Regions from separate parts of the Gossypium hirsutum genome. Here region 1 is linked to region 2. A link is a contact called in public Hi-C data. All regions are on one chromosome and are shown on one strand. Each heading gives the region's core, a stretch centred on a gene start, on an enhancer-like site or on the middle of the called end of the contact. The rest is flanking DNA. Distances are from core to core; before and after follow the strand shown. Region 1 has its middle 4.8 kb from the start of LOC107939469. Region 2 holds the start of LOC121202944 (FT-interacting protein 3).

Region 1 (7,272 bases), core at 2,822-5,321, 210 kb before region 2:
TACAGAGACTAATGTTTACCATTTTTATCAAAATAAAAAAAGTAAAATGCAATATAATTCTTAATAGAAAGGCCTTCATAATATTTTTACCATTTTTTCTAATGTTAATAGAATTTTGACTTTTTGTCTGGGTTTTTTTGGCTAAAAGAAGATTGCCCATTAAAGTTGATGATAATTACGGTTTGGGGAATGATGACGTGGACGTTGTGCTTTTTTATAAAAAAATAACAATAAAAAATGGTCGGTCGGCTTAAGTTTTGAAAGGCGGAATTTGATTGGCTTTGACTGATTTGATTAAGACATTTTCAGCATGTTTTTGGTTTAGCTCTCTTTTATTAGTGGAGACGTGAATCACTCGTATTTATTAAAGTAAATTTAATCATAATTAATATTTGGTCAAAATTTGTCATAAGTCCTTCTACTTTTCCTAAATTTAAAATTTAATCTTTATACTTTTATTTTAAGAATTTAGTTTCTTTACTTTTTCATATTTTAAAAATCAGGTGCAATTATTAACGCTGCTAAATTTGGTGATATGATATTTCGAAATAAAAAAAAAAACTTACTTTATAGTAATGTAACTAAAAAAATATGGCGTTGTAATAAACCTGAATTTAACAAAATAAATTTAAAAATAAAATGTACAATGGCTAAATTATAAATTACGAAGAGTACAAAAACTTATGGCATATTTTAACCTTTGTGTTTTATAGTTTTTAAAGTATTTTCTTTATTTTTCTTAAATATGTGATTTAAATATAAATATAATATTATTAATAGGATTCTTACCTTTCATTAATCGTATAACCAAGTTTAATTGTGCCGACACAGGAGTTGGTAGGAGTTCGGCCCTCTGAAATGAAAAATTTTAGTTTTGATCTTTTAAAATTTATAAAATATTAAATTAGTACATGATAAATTTACATTTTTTTCAAAAGATAAAATTATAAAGGTATAAACTATTAAAATGGTGAAATTACATTTTAGCTTTCATAAAAATATATAACTAAAATTCGACCCTCCAAGAATTTTTTTTTGCTTCACCCCTATGAGTGTAATATCAATGTCGCTTGTTTACTTGATGCATTAGTTGATAATGTGAGATTTGCGATAATTTTACGTTCATTCTTAATGATTTTGGTCTATTTTTCACTAAAATAAATAAATATCGATGCTAGGTTGAAGTCACGAATTTTGTGACGGGGGATCGATATAAAATTAAAAAAACTCATGAGGCAAAAGTTAACAATTTTTTATTAAAAAAATTGAATTGAAATTTAAAAATTTGATAAGGGCTTAAATTGTAATTTTCTTAATTATAATAACTAAATCTCAATTTCATTGTTGTATTTATTTTAGTGGAAATTGCATTAGAGAATGTTCAACTACGCACTAATTATGAAAGTAATTAGTGGTTTTTTTAAAAATTTATTTCATTCCTATTATTTAATTTCTCTTTATTTATTAAAATGAAACTAAAAGAAATATATATATATTTCAACAAAAATTACAAAATTATTTTTTTAATTTCATGTCCACACCTTCATTCAACAAACCCTAAAAATCTATTTTACTATTTTATTTATATTTATGTTAAATTATGGTTTTGACTCTTCTATTATGCTGAGATTCGAGATTTGGTCCTTACAGTTTAATTTGATATAATTTTATAATACTGTTAATTATCTCGGTTAAAATTATTATGTGAATTAAAAAAAAACTCATTCAACTCGTCGTATTGATGCTACTTTTTTTTTAATCTTGGGACAATTATTCTTTAAAATCAAATTAATATTTTGTTTGGATAATTTTGTTATAGATTCTGATCATATCTGTTCTTTTTGGCATAATATTTAAAACTACTCATAGCCCTTCCCAACCCATAAATAGTAGGATAATATCTTTAAACACATTCGAATCCACATCCTCCTACATTGACAACAATGCTGATACCAATCGAGTTAAGATTCAATCAGCTATAATATTAATAAATTGAATTAACAGATGAAATTATAAAAATATATATGTGAACTAAAATCCCTTACCAACAATAAAGAAATTAAAATACTAATTGAATGGATTTTGTAGAAATGATAAAAATTAAACATTTAAGTACTTAATTGGTACTAAAATGTGAACCAATCAAACAAGTGAGTGCTCTCATAAATTCAATTTTCTAATCCAATATTTTAATCATAATACTAAGACTTGTGAGTGTCAATTTGATTGAATTGACTATAATTTCGTGGCGTAAAGAAAAGGGATTGCTTTCATTTTGACTTAGTCAATCTATATCTCTCCCTGTATCCAATAACCACAAATAAATTAAATACATGTTTAAAATAACTAAAATGTAGAATCCAATCCGTATATATATATATAAAAAGTAGTCGATTGAGTCTTAATTCGATCGGTATCGATATTATTGTTAGTGCAGAAGAATGTGGGGTCGAGTGTGCTGAAGTACATTGTCATCCTATTTAAGGGTTGAGAAAGAGTTATGGGTAGTTCTAAGCATTGTATAAAAAATAACAGATCATATGTGAATAGTACAACTTGAATTTAGATATTCAAGGACTGAGGACTTCTATTTTTAACCAACAATGTTATGTCTCGTTGGCCAATTAATTTATATATTTTCGTCTTTATTGTTAGGTTAAACTATGGGATTTGTGGTTATCTAAGTATGAAAAGTAACAAAACGGTCACCTAGCTATTCAATTTTACCTTTTTAGGCCACCAAATGGCTAACGTAAAAATAGAAACACCCAAAAATCCAATATAGTTAGGTGACAAAAAAAAAAGACAAATTTGAATAATTAGGTGACCATTTTGTAACTTTTCATAATTGGGGGACCAAAAAAGAAATTTAATAACAGTTGAAGGACCATTTTGTACTGTTTCATAATTGAATTTATTTGAAGTAATTATGGATATTAATCTTCGGATATTCATTATTCAGATCTAATTCAAGATAATAAATTAAGATTTTCAAGTCTACTATTGAAATCGATTTATTTTTTCTAAATTAAAAAACATTTTGACTTTATTAAGATTACATGCTTTGTTAGAATGGCACTGTAAATTAGTGTTCCAATTTCAATGGACAACCTGTCTCATTGACAAACATGTTGAAATTCAACGGTGCTATAAAGCAATTTGTCGGAAACATAAACTACATTATGCCTAAAATATTGTTAGTTATGAACCAACCCACCAAACATTGATTATAAAACTAAACACTTTATGGTGAATTCAATTCAAAGATTAAAATTTTCTTTTAGAAGTTTAAAAATAAAACGGTATAATAATAAATATAGTCCTTAATGTTTATTTTATTTTATCATTTTGATCCTTAACCTTTAAAATTTAGTCAATTTTTTTTAATGAAAAACTTGATTGGATCATTAAAATTTAAATGACACTAATGTGACAACTCGTGTGACAGCCCACACGTGCTTTATAAAAAGTAAAAAAAAAAATCTAGATTTATTCTAGTATATGTTTGAATATATTTCGATTTCTAATCTATTGTGCATTGTATTGAGTTGATTCTAGTTATAATTGATCGAACATGTATTATTTATGATCTGTACTGTATAAACACAATGAGATTTAAATCAGAATGAAATCTAAAGAGAACTCATACATGATTTACTTAATGTGAGACTCGAAAAATTATAACGTTTATAAAATATCGACTTAGATCTTAAAATTTTAAAACCTCAACCAATAAAAATATCATGGAAGCCCATGTATTAAGAGTTTAATTATATTTTAACCCCTCTATGTTATATTAAAAAACAAATTAAGCCAAATCTTTCATAGGAAAATATTACACAAGCACTTTATACATTAAAAATTGTCCCAAAAAAGGGCAAGGGCATTTAAGTAAAATGAGAAAGGAAAGTAAAATTCCCAAATGCCATCAACCAAGACAAAAAACACCCAAAATCATTCAAAAGCCTGACAAAATCCCACATAAAATCTAGGAGGACCCAGTTGCCATAAATTACAAAGAGAAGGGCAAAACAGTAAACAATAAAGGGGAAAAAGGAGGACCCTTTAAAAGGGAAAGGGTAGCCCCAAAAACAGAATAAATTTTTTAAAATAAAACGGCGACGGTAGCTGCGTATTTGTTCCGTACAAAAAATGCCAGCTGTCTCCCGCTAATTCCAGCTGTGTTTCAACAACAACCAAAAAAAAAGCTGTAAAACTGTACCATCCAATTTGTGTTTTTAACCTTTTGTTATTTAATTTTACATTTGCTGTCATTTATTGTTATTTTTATTTTATTTTCACAGTATACAGTTAATTAAAGGCTGTCAACCAATGAGAAATATTTCTGTGTTTTTCAAAAAAAATAAAAATAAAAATATTGTGTTTATGATTTCAATAAAACAATAATTTATTAGGCTATCATGTTACTGAATTTTAAAAATTACTAAAATAAATGTAATAAAAACATTCATTTTAAACATGTTTTTTTCTCTTAACAATTTTGTTATAATGGTGAGATTATATACTGCGGAATGAGATAAAAATAAAGTTAGACGCACTACATTACTCATAGTCTCTTGTAATTCATAAATAAGAGAATAGTGTATTTTAGTACACTTGAACCCACACTCTTTTAAATTAACTCATATCAATCGAGTTAAGACTCAATAGAATAGTTTTAAACATGTTATAAGTAAGATGTGAAAAATATATATTAATATACTGTAAATGTTGCCTTTCAACAAAGCAACAATTTTTTATTCTTTTAATGAAAAAAGCAACATGTTTGTGGAGTTTTGGAAACCAATTTTTATATTGTTCTTTTTTCATAACAAGAAAATAAATAAAATACTTTTTAATGTAAAAAATTAATTTATAAATTTGGACTAATTAATTTGATTTTAATTAAATAAATTATAAAAATTTTATAAAATTTAATCATTTAAAAATAAAAAAAATAGAAAACGAGTTTTTTATGTTAATTATGGTATTTAAAAAATTATTCTTAATCCTATAAACTCTACTGAATAATTATTTTTATTTTACATTATATTTTTTATTATGATTTTATATTCATATAAAATTTAATAAATTAATCATTTTTGTATGTTAATTATTGCATTTATTTGTTTTTTTTTTTTGAACTTTTCAAAGAAAAAAAACATTAATTGAAGTTTATCGTACTACGGCGATACATCATGCATATACAGCTTCCACTTACCAGACTCCAATATATCGCGCGATATTATGAAATACTGTTAGGAGACTGAGAAATTGATCTGGACCTTAGATTTAATGTCAGGTTCGATTGATTGATCTTGACCGTACAATTCGTTTTTGATGTTTTAAAGTAAGTTGACTTGACTAGACAAGAGAAAAGGTCGTCGTTTTAAAAAAAAAATAATTAATTTTACACACGTGCGTTAAACTTTTTTTTCATTTAAAAAAATAAAATTATGGACCATTTTCCATTGCATCAGTGTTACAAGACCAATTTTTTTATGTGTTGGGACAGGAGGTTAAATATTGTTTAACTGGCAAATTCATCATGGTAGTTGGTATTTATTATATGCCTCCGTTGCGTGGACACATGTCAATATTAAGAGTAGTGTTGAACTCTCTGTTGATTTCGTTTAAAATAGTATTTTACTTAATTACCCGATTTGATTAATGAAGTATTAATCTTTTACGCTCTTGATCATTTACTCTTGACATCTTTTGATAAGATCATTCACTCGTCGCAAAATTAGTCAGGCACCCACTTTTTAAGTGTGAACACGCTTTTAAGGTCACGAGGGGCCTACTCGAACACAACATCATTGTATAGATTGAATGAATAACAGAATGGGCCTCGTGGTGCATGTCATTCATGCAATAAATAAGGATAACTTTCTTCATAATAAATTGTCACTTAACACTAATAAACAAGATGATCTCTCCTATAAATATTTTGATTAGCGCATGAAGACTAGATTGATTTTTTGGCACTCTAAAGCTACTCTAAGCAATTATCTTCTCAATCGACCTGCCTCCTTGTCCTTGTTTTAGCTTTTGGTCTCTTTAGGTGAATCGACCTCCACAACACCACCTTGATTTGCTCATTGTTCCTTCTTGTCCTCCTTTTTTATTGTACACTGTATCAACAATTTGTGTAGTGAACATGGATAAAAAATTATCTCAAATTTAGAATGGCACTATCCACGACCTCCTTAACAAAAACAACTGAAAAATGTATCTTTTTTATGAACTGGCATAGATGGTTAAATATTGCTTAACTCGCCTATTGATCATGTTAGTTGGTATTGAAATAATATTGGTCTATATGTAATGTATCAGCTTTCAATTATTTTGGCTAAAATTTCAATGTGTTTTGATCATGGTTGTCAAAACTAGATCAAATCGATTGGTTAAATTAAGAATTAATGGTCTATGGGATGGCAGTAAGAACGCTAGCAAGGACTCCGACCCTCCTAAAAAGACAAATTTAACTTTTGGCCTTTTAAAATTTTGCTCAAATTAGTACATGATAACATTGTACTTGGCTCTCTAAAAATAATTAAATAATTAATCAAATTAAAAAATATATATTTAAAATATTATTATCAAATCCTAATGATGTGGTCCAAAATAATAATTTATTCTGATAAATATAGAAAATTAAAGCAGTTAGTAACATAATTAATGTCTAAAAACCTAACAAACAAGAAGAATATGGTCCAATCAATCATGACTACTTATAGAATAAAAAACAATTAATTGATGCCTTTTTTCTTTTTTTAAATAATAAAATTTGAAAAATAAAAACCCCATTGTAATATAGTATAATATAATATATATTTGATTAATTTCCCCTCCTAAAGTGTGGTTTGAGAATCTCTGACTTGTCAAGTCACAAATAAAAATAGTTAAATTTAATTAATTTAATAGTGAATAAAAATTGGGTAAATTACATGATAATTATATTTTAATTATTTAATTTTAAAAAGTTATAAAATAATTATTAAACTATTCAAAAGTTTTCATTAAAATCAAACCTCTCATTTCCCTCCTATTCTATAATTTAGTTTATTTTTTCATAAAACAACTCTGGACGTCACGAATCTATTTACTAAAATCTAAATTTTTTTTGTAATTTTTTAAAGTTAAATGACTAAAATATAAATTTACTAGTAATCCAATAACTTTTAATATACTTTACTCTAAAAAAATCATGTTTTATATAATTGTATTTAAAAAAATATATTAATATAATATTTAAAAATAGTGAAATTT
Region 2 (6,756 bases), core at 1,637-4,136:
TCCAGCTTAGCAAGGACTGAAATCGTTCCCCTTGAGTTGCGAGGTCACCGATCACAGTTTGAACTCTCCCAGCTATACTTCTTAAACGATCGTACCTCATCCGAACAATATCGGAAGGTCGAGAAGTCGGAAAAGTATCGAACTCTTCGTCTAGTTCATCAGGATGAGCTGCATCAGCATGTGAAAGCCGAGTATCCATATGAGGAGGGTGTCGTGGTCTCCACCGATAATTCCATATTCCAATTAAGAAAAGGTAAAGAAAGATCGTTGGAAGTATCAGCTCGGGATAAAGGACTAAGATGATAAAAAGGATATGGATTAAAATCGTCGTAAGAGGGTTTCTCCAGTTACAGATTTGATCGAACCATTTTCCGACAGCAATTAATCCACTTAAAACACCCATGATTCGGAAAAAATTCGCTTTGCTTCTCCTCATACTCCACATATGCGAATCGACATCGAGCATGTACTCGACAACTTCTTTCCTCAATGGTGGCTCGGCTCGACTGAGTCTCGTCGAAACAATCTGCATAGCTTGATGCCTTAAAACATCGAGTTGAATCACCGATAATGGATGAATGTAATGCATCTTTGGTAATAACGGATGCGAGTACATATGCAACATGTTAATCAAACTCGAACAAGTGAATCTCAACGCCAATTGGATTTCGCCCGTTTTTTTCACGCCTGATGGATGCAGCACAAGTAAAGGATACGAGTGTGTATACACCCTATCGGCTTCAAGCGTAGAAAGCCGAATTCGTACCTTCCCGATTCTCGCGTCTCTAGCCCCTCCGGCTCCGCCATGTACATGTCCGTTATCAAAAACACCCACTGTGATAACAGTACAAGTATCGAAAACCTCCCAAGTGTATTGCTCGTTCCACCTTGGCATAAAGTTATCGACAATCGTCCTCGTCCGGATCCATTTCTGCCCATACTTAGCTACACAATAAGCATCCGTAGTTCCTCGTCCATCTTTTGTTTTCATCGGCATAAGTCCATGAGCACTTAGAATACCAAGTTCCAAAATCCCGATACTCGGTCTCCATAACTGTTTAGCTGTCGGCCTAAGATCACTACTATAATGAGTTGATTCATCCAAAACATGATATCCACCTTCTAAACAAATCCTCAAATGAATCCTACTAGCAAATTTAATCTCTTTTTTCTCTCCATCGACAATCACATGTTTCTCGAGATTAAGCCATCGACTATTCACCGGTCTATGGTCCAACCTTCGCTGCACGATATGTAAAGGAATCACACATTTCCCCAACGTTTCGTCTTTGTTCCCCCCGACCCTATCTTCAACACTTAGCACCAACGGCTCTTCAAACGGCTCGGCAACCACAAACATCAAGTCCTCATTCCACATCGGATTAATAGTTTTACTTTGAGATATCCGAGTCCTCAAAGCTTGATTTCCGAGCATTGCTTTCACGAAAACCTCGGGGAACCGGCTTTTGTCATTAGGTACCAAATCTTGAGCTTCGATCACATTCACTCTCACATACCAAAGCTTAGGCGAAAGATAAACTTTCGACCGGATACTCGCAACAGCATCTGGACCAACTGATGCAGCATCCGAGTGCCAAGCCTCAGGAAATGCTTCGTCGGCTTGTGTCCCCATCCAAACAGCAAGCATTAACTCTCCTTTAGCTTTATCCCCCTTCCGGTCCTCCAACCGATACCATTGCGGTGCCAACGGACTATCTGGTGGAATTCTTTTCGGAATCTCATTAAGATCGAACAATGCCCTTCCGATTAAATCATCGGCCACCACATCTTTATCTTTCACATATACTTCTAAAACCGAAGCTTGAATCCGTTCTTTCGAGAACGCAAACACTTGATTCCATTCGGGATTGTTCTTCTTTTCGAAATGCTTAGTAACTCCTTTATAGTTCCCTAGCTTAACTTCGACATAAGGATCACATCCACCAGTTACATCTTTCCCCGGTAAATCTTTCGCCTTTACCACGCGAACGTAAAGGTATTGCATTTGCTCCACCAGATCATACGTGCTCGATAGCTTATCGCCCGTCACCGCTCCGGCACCGATCTTCGGTGAAGTCTCCTTCAAAGCGAAATCTATAGACTGTGGTGGCTTCTGCATCTTGATAATCAAAAACAGTACTAAACAACACGCAAGACAGATTCAGCAATTTCCTGCTACAAATAATACAACTATATTAGCTAAAAATAATAATTTTTTTTAAAAAAAAATGGGTTTTAAAGATTATTACTTGTGAGAAAGCTTTGAACTTGAACCTGCAAAAATCAAAGAGCAATCAACAATGGTCTAACTTTCAATGAGCTGTCATTAATTATTATTAGTAAAAAGAGCATTTAATGTCATTTTTAAAAAAAAAAAGGCAAAAACTTGAAGATTCCTTAAACAAAAAGTAAGTTTTTTTTTCTCAGCTACCAAAAAAACAACATTAAAAACAGCAAAAAAAAAAGAGCCAATGATTCAATAAATGTAAGAAAAAACAGATCTAAAACAAGAAAATAGCTAACCTAAACAAAGAAAATTGAAAAAAAAGGTATAATATTTAAGCATGCATTATTGATATTATTACACTCAAAAGCTTAGACCAACCCCACAAATAAAATCTTACCATTTATTTTTTTGTAAGAAAAATGAGGAAAATAAAAATTGTACCTTTGTAGGAATGTAAGAAAAAGAACGAAACTTTGATGAAGAATGGAAAAGAAAATATAAATATTTTTGAAGTAAAAGGGAGTGTGAAGATTAGGAATGGGGACATGTGAGTTGTGACACTGAAAGATCTGTTTTTTAAAAACAGCTAAAGAAGAAAGACTGAATCTACCACTGGGTACCAACCAAACCGACCTTTTTTTTTTTTTGAACTTTTCAATGTTTATTTATTTATTTATACTTTTTATTTTAACATGAATGATAGTTGTATAATTTGTTTTTTTTTGTTGTTGTTGAAATTTAAAATTTAAATTAAAAGTAAAATCAATATCAAATTTTGTTGTCATAACTTTTAAGTTGATTAAATTTAATTCATCTGTTTTTTCTTACATTTATTGAATCATTCTCTCAAAACTAAAACCTTAAACCTCGAACTTTGAACTCAGATCAGGTTTGAGATTCATATTTCTCAAAAATATTTTTTGACAGTAATGTTAAACACTCAAATTTTTAATCAAAAATTTCAAAAGTATTTCTCAAAAATACTTTCCCACAACACTTTTCAAAAGTATTGCTAAACTAGTCTAAGTAATTTTTTATGATATTAATACATATTTTTGGTATTTTTTTACCCTAAACCTCAAACTCTAAATTCAAAACCTCAAACTTAAACCTGAACTTTAAACCCAAATCAGATTCGAGGTAAAAAAATTTACTAAAATTATGTATTAATGACATGAAAAAAATTACTAAAATATTATTAAATAATTGAAAATGTACTATAGATAATGCAGTGAGGAGGGTTTATAAAATGATTTTTCTTAATTCATTTATTATTTAAAATTTAAAAATTTCAATTCTTATTTAATTAAAATTAATTGCTTAAATTATGTTATTAACCCTAAACTTGTGTAAATTTATAAATTAAGTGTTTCTTATATTGTTTTTTTATTTTTTTGGTATAATTACCGTTTAAAATTAATTTTGTATGGATCGAAGTGATATTAAGGAAAAATCATTCTAATAAAGAGAACTCTAAAAATCGAATTTGGTTCAAATGTCAAGAAAAAAATATTTCACTTCTTCCAACCCATTATTAGTTATTTCTTCGATTTATATATTATTAATATTTTTACTTTTTAAAATTTTATTTTTAACACAAATCAATAATCATTAAAAATTTACGAACTGAATTTTTTGTAAATAACGTGCAAAAATAATAAATTAAAATTGTAATTTAAAAAATAGCATAACGTAATGAATTTATCTATTATTTGATTCGGGTTAAAATTGCAAAATTTAAGAAAATTAGATATTAAAAACAACTTAAATTTAAAAACATGAATTAAACTTAATAATTTATATTAAGTATAAAAATTAAAAAAAGCGAAAATGACACGTGGGAATGGTGGGGTTGGTTAGGAGCACATGCGTGGGGAAGAGGTGTTTTGTTTGTTTGTTGGAATGTGGGGTTGTCCTTCTGACTCCATGTTTGGTGTTTGCCTAATTTCATTTTCTCTTGGGTGACGATAAAACCCCCTTTTTCTTAATAAATAAAAAAATTTATTGATTTTCTCGCGATATCAACGAGTTACAATGTATGGTCCTCTCCGATATTAATCTAAATATACGTTACACATTTTCTTTTACAAGCAATCGGTTATATAGTTATCGAATAAATTTGTCCATAAGTCGAGTCGGAATATTTGGAAAGTGAGAAAGTTTAAATAAAAATATAAGTTTAAATAATAGATTTAAATAAAAAATTAAGATTTATTTTTTAAATGGGTTGAGCTTCGAGTAAGATCTGAGCTCGACTTGGCCCAAATTTGAAAAAAAGAAAAGAAACTATTGCTTTTTTATTTCTTTTTCATTGTTTTCGTATCGTGTTAATGTTATATTACTACTATTTTATTATTATTGTTTAGATATTATATAATTCTTATTTTATTATTAATTTTGTTATTATTTTAGATATATTTACTCGTTAAATTACAGTTATTTTTTAATTTTTTTCTATTTGTTCGAAAACATTTATTTGAACTTTTTTAGTGTATTTTATGTACTATATTTTTAAAATTTTATTTTTATATAAAAATAGTATAATTTTTTTTTAATATGGGCAGCCCAGGCTAAGGTTTTAGCATTTTTATTCTGGCCGAGCTTGGGTAAAATTTTAGGTTCATTTTTCGGGTTAGGCCCGAGCCTAGAAAATAAGTCTAAAATTTTTACTTGGCTTGGTCCATAGACAATTCTATTATTGGAGAAGGGGATTGGTTTGTAAATAGAAAAAATTTGAGGGGGACTTTTATTTTTTATTCAAAAAATAGGTAAATTAATCTTTATATGTTAGATCGAAGAGAAATTTAATCATTTTTACTAAAATTTTTATCTATTTTTACTGTTAAAAGTTGATGTGATTAATGGAATAATTAAACAATTACACATGATGTGTTACGTATACTTTATGCTAATGTATAAAGAGTAATTGTTTATCAATAGAAATTAAAAGAATTTTTAACAAAAGAACTCGTTTACTTTTTAATCTAATATATAAAAATTAATTTACTTATCTTTTAAATAAAAAAAATAAAATGGTCTCCATAACACTTTTATTATTTATAAACATAAGCCAATTTTTTTTAGTTATTAGTTACTTTTCTTTTACTAAAATCAAAACAAATATTTAAAATATATAATAAATTTACTTGTTATTTTATTAATGAAATACATCAATTCAAGAAAAAATATTATACAATTGTAAAATAAATGTGAAAAAAATTTATCTCAATTTTTAAAGTTTTGGAACAAAATTGAATGTACGATTAAAGATTAAAATACATATGGTAATTTTTTTCTCTTCTCGTTTTTATTTTCTCCATTCAAACTCATCTCGAATTTCTTTCTCCAACAACAACAATTGTTTTACGGAGTTTCACTTAAAAAAATATTTAACCATTTACTAATGTTTTTAACATTTTATTAATGTTTCCAAAGATTTCCTATTGAGAATTCATCTTTTTCGGTAGTGGAACCAGGGGCTGACAGGAGCCCGGTTTTCTTAAAATAAAAAATTTTATATTTATAAAATTTTAAATTAATAATAATAAATTTGTATTTTGATATCTTAAAAATAATAAAAGTATAATTTAATTTTTTAAAAATTATAAAATATATTTAATTCTAGCGGCTCTGAAAATTTTCGGACTGCACCACTTATCTTCTCCATATCAGATTTTTTTTTCCTCAAAGGTGTTGCAACACCAACTAAAAGTGGAGAAAAAAAATTTATCTCAAACTTTTGAACCCAAAATCCGCACTACTGAAAGAGGAAAACCCAAGAATGAAGAAAACCGAAATCTGGATTTTAACATTAACTCAAAATTTATGTACCAAAAAGAAATTGTTTGACATTGGTTTTCATTTTGATATTTACAGTATTAGTTTCAGTAAAGCCTTTCAACAATAATTGATAGAAGAGATGATGATGATGATGATGAAGAAGAAGAAGAAGAAAGCAAAAGAAATTTCAGATCTTCAACAAGATCCAAGTCAAGTAAAGAACAGAGACGCTAATCTAATCAATAGTCGACTGAAAAACTTGATTATTCCGGTAATGTCGTCTTTTAAGAACGAGGGTGTCTGAACCACAACTCCGGTGAGATATGGGTCAAGGTTTGATGTATCAAGAAAAGTTCAGTGTGCAGGCATGGTGTTGTAGATTTGCTGCTACTTTCAAGAAAATAACTGCTTTAATTAATGCTAGCACCACATTCATGATTTTTGAGTCAAAAGTGGAGATTCTCAATCAACATGAATGCAATCTACTGCTCTCTTAGTCAGCAATGCTTGGTGGGTTTGTAATTATTTTAATTTTTATCCGGTTACAGTTGATGAGGTAAGAAAGGTCTGTACAATCATTTCTCACGTTAAAAGATTTTTGAACACTCACTTATTTCAGTATTGCTCGCAAAATAATTATATAAAATAATATTTTTAAATAATTTTTAAAAAATAATATATTTAAATGAATTGGTTTTTTTTATCCACATATTAACTTAGTATTGTGAGGACGTTTCTTTACTCCACAA

Evidence for each region. Hi-C and Micro-C count contacts between places; a contact is called where the count stands out from the background.
Region 1: a Hi-C map of leaf shows a contact between it and region 2, with 3 times the contacts expected there. The contact joins the enhancer-like site here to the promoter of LOC121202944 in region 2. A contact is called at or near these places in 2 of 34 Hi-C or Micro-C datasets (both in leaf).

The regions. Positions count from the first base shown.
Region 1 is chrA13:110,095,585-110,102,856 of Gossypium_hirsutum_v2.1, reverse strand. No RefSeq gene overlaps it. Among protein-coding and RNA genes, the nearest start is that of LOC107939469, 4.8 kb to the left of the region's middle. Within about 2 kb of position 4,071, at least 3 of the 9 cell types and tissues checked have an H3K27ac peak or open chromatin away from gene starts, as enhancers often do. A contact at or near this core is called in leaf, where this site is marked.
Region 2 is chrA13:109,888,129-109,894,884 of Gossypium_hirsutum_v2.1, reverse strand. LOC121202944 (FT-interacting protein 3) reads right to left here and starts at 2,886. Exons shown (of 3, transcript XM_041085850.1): 1 at 2,669-2,886; 2 at 2,250-2,274; 3 at 1-2,172. The coding sequence starts at 2,119.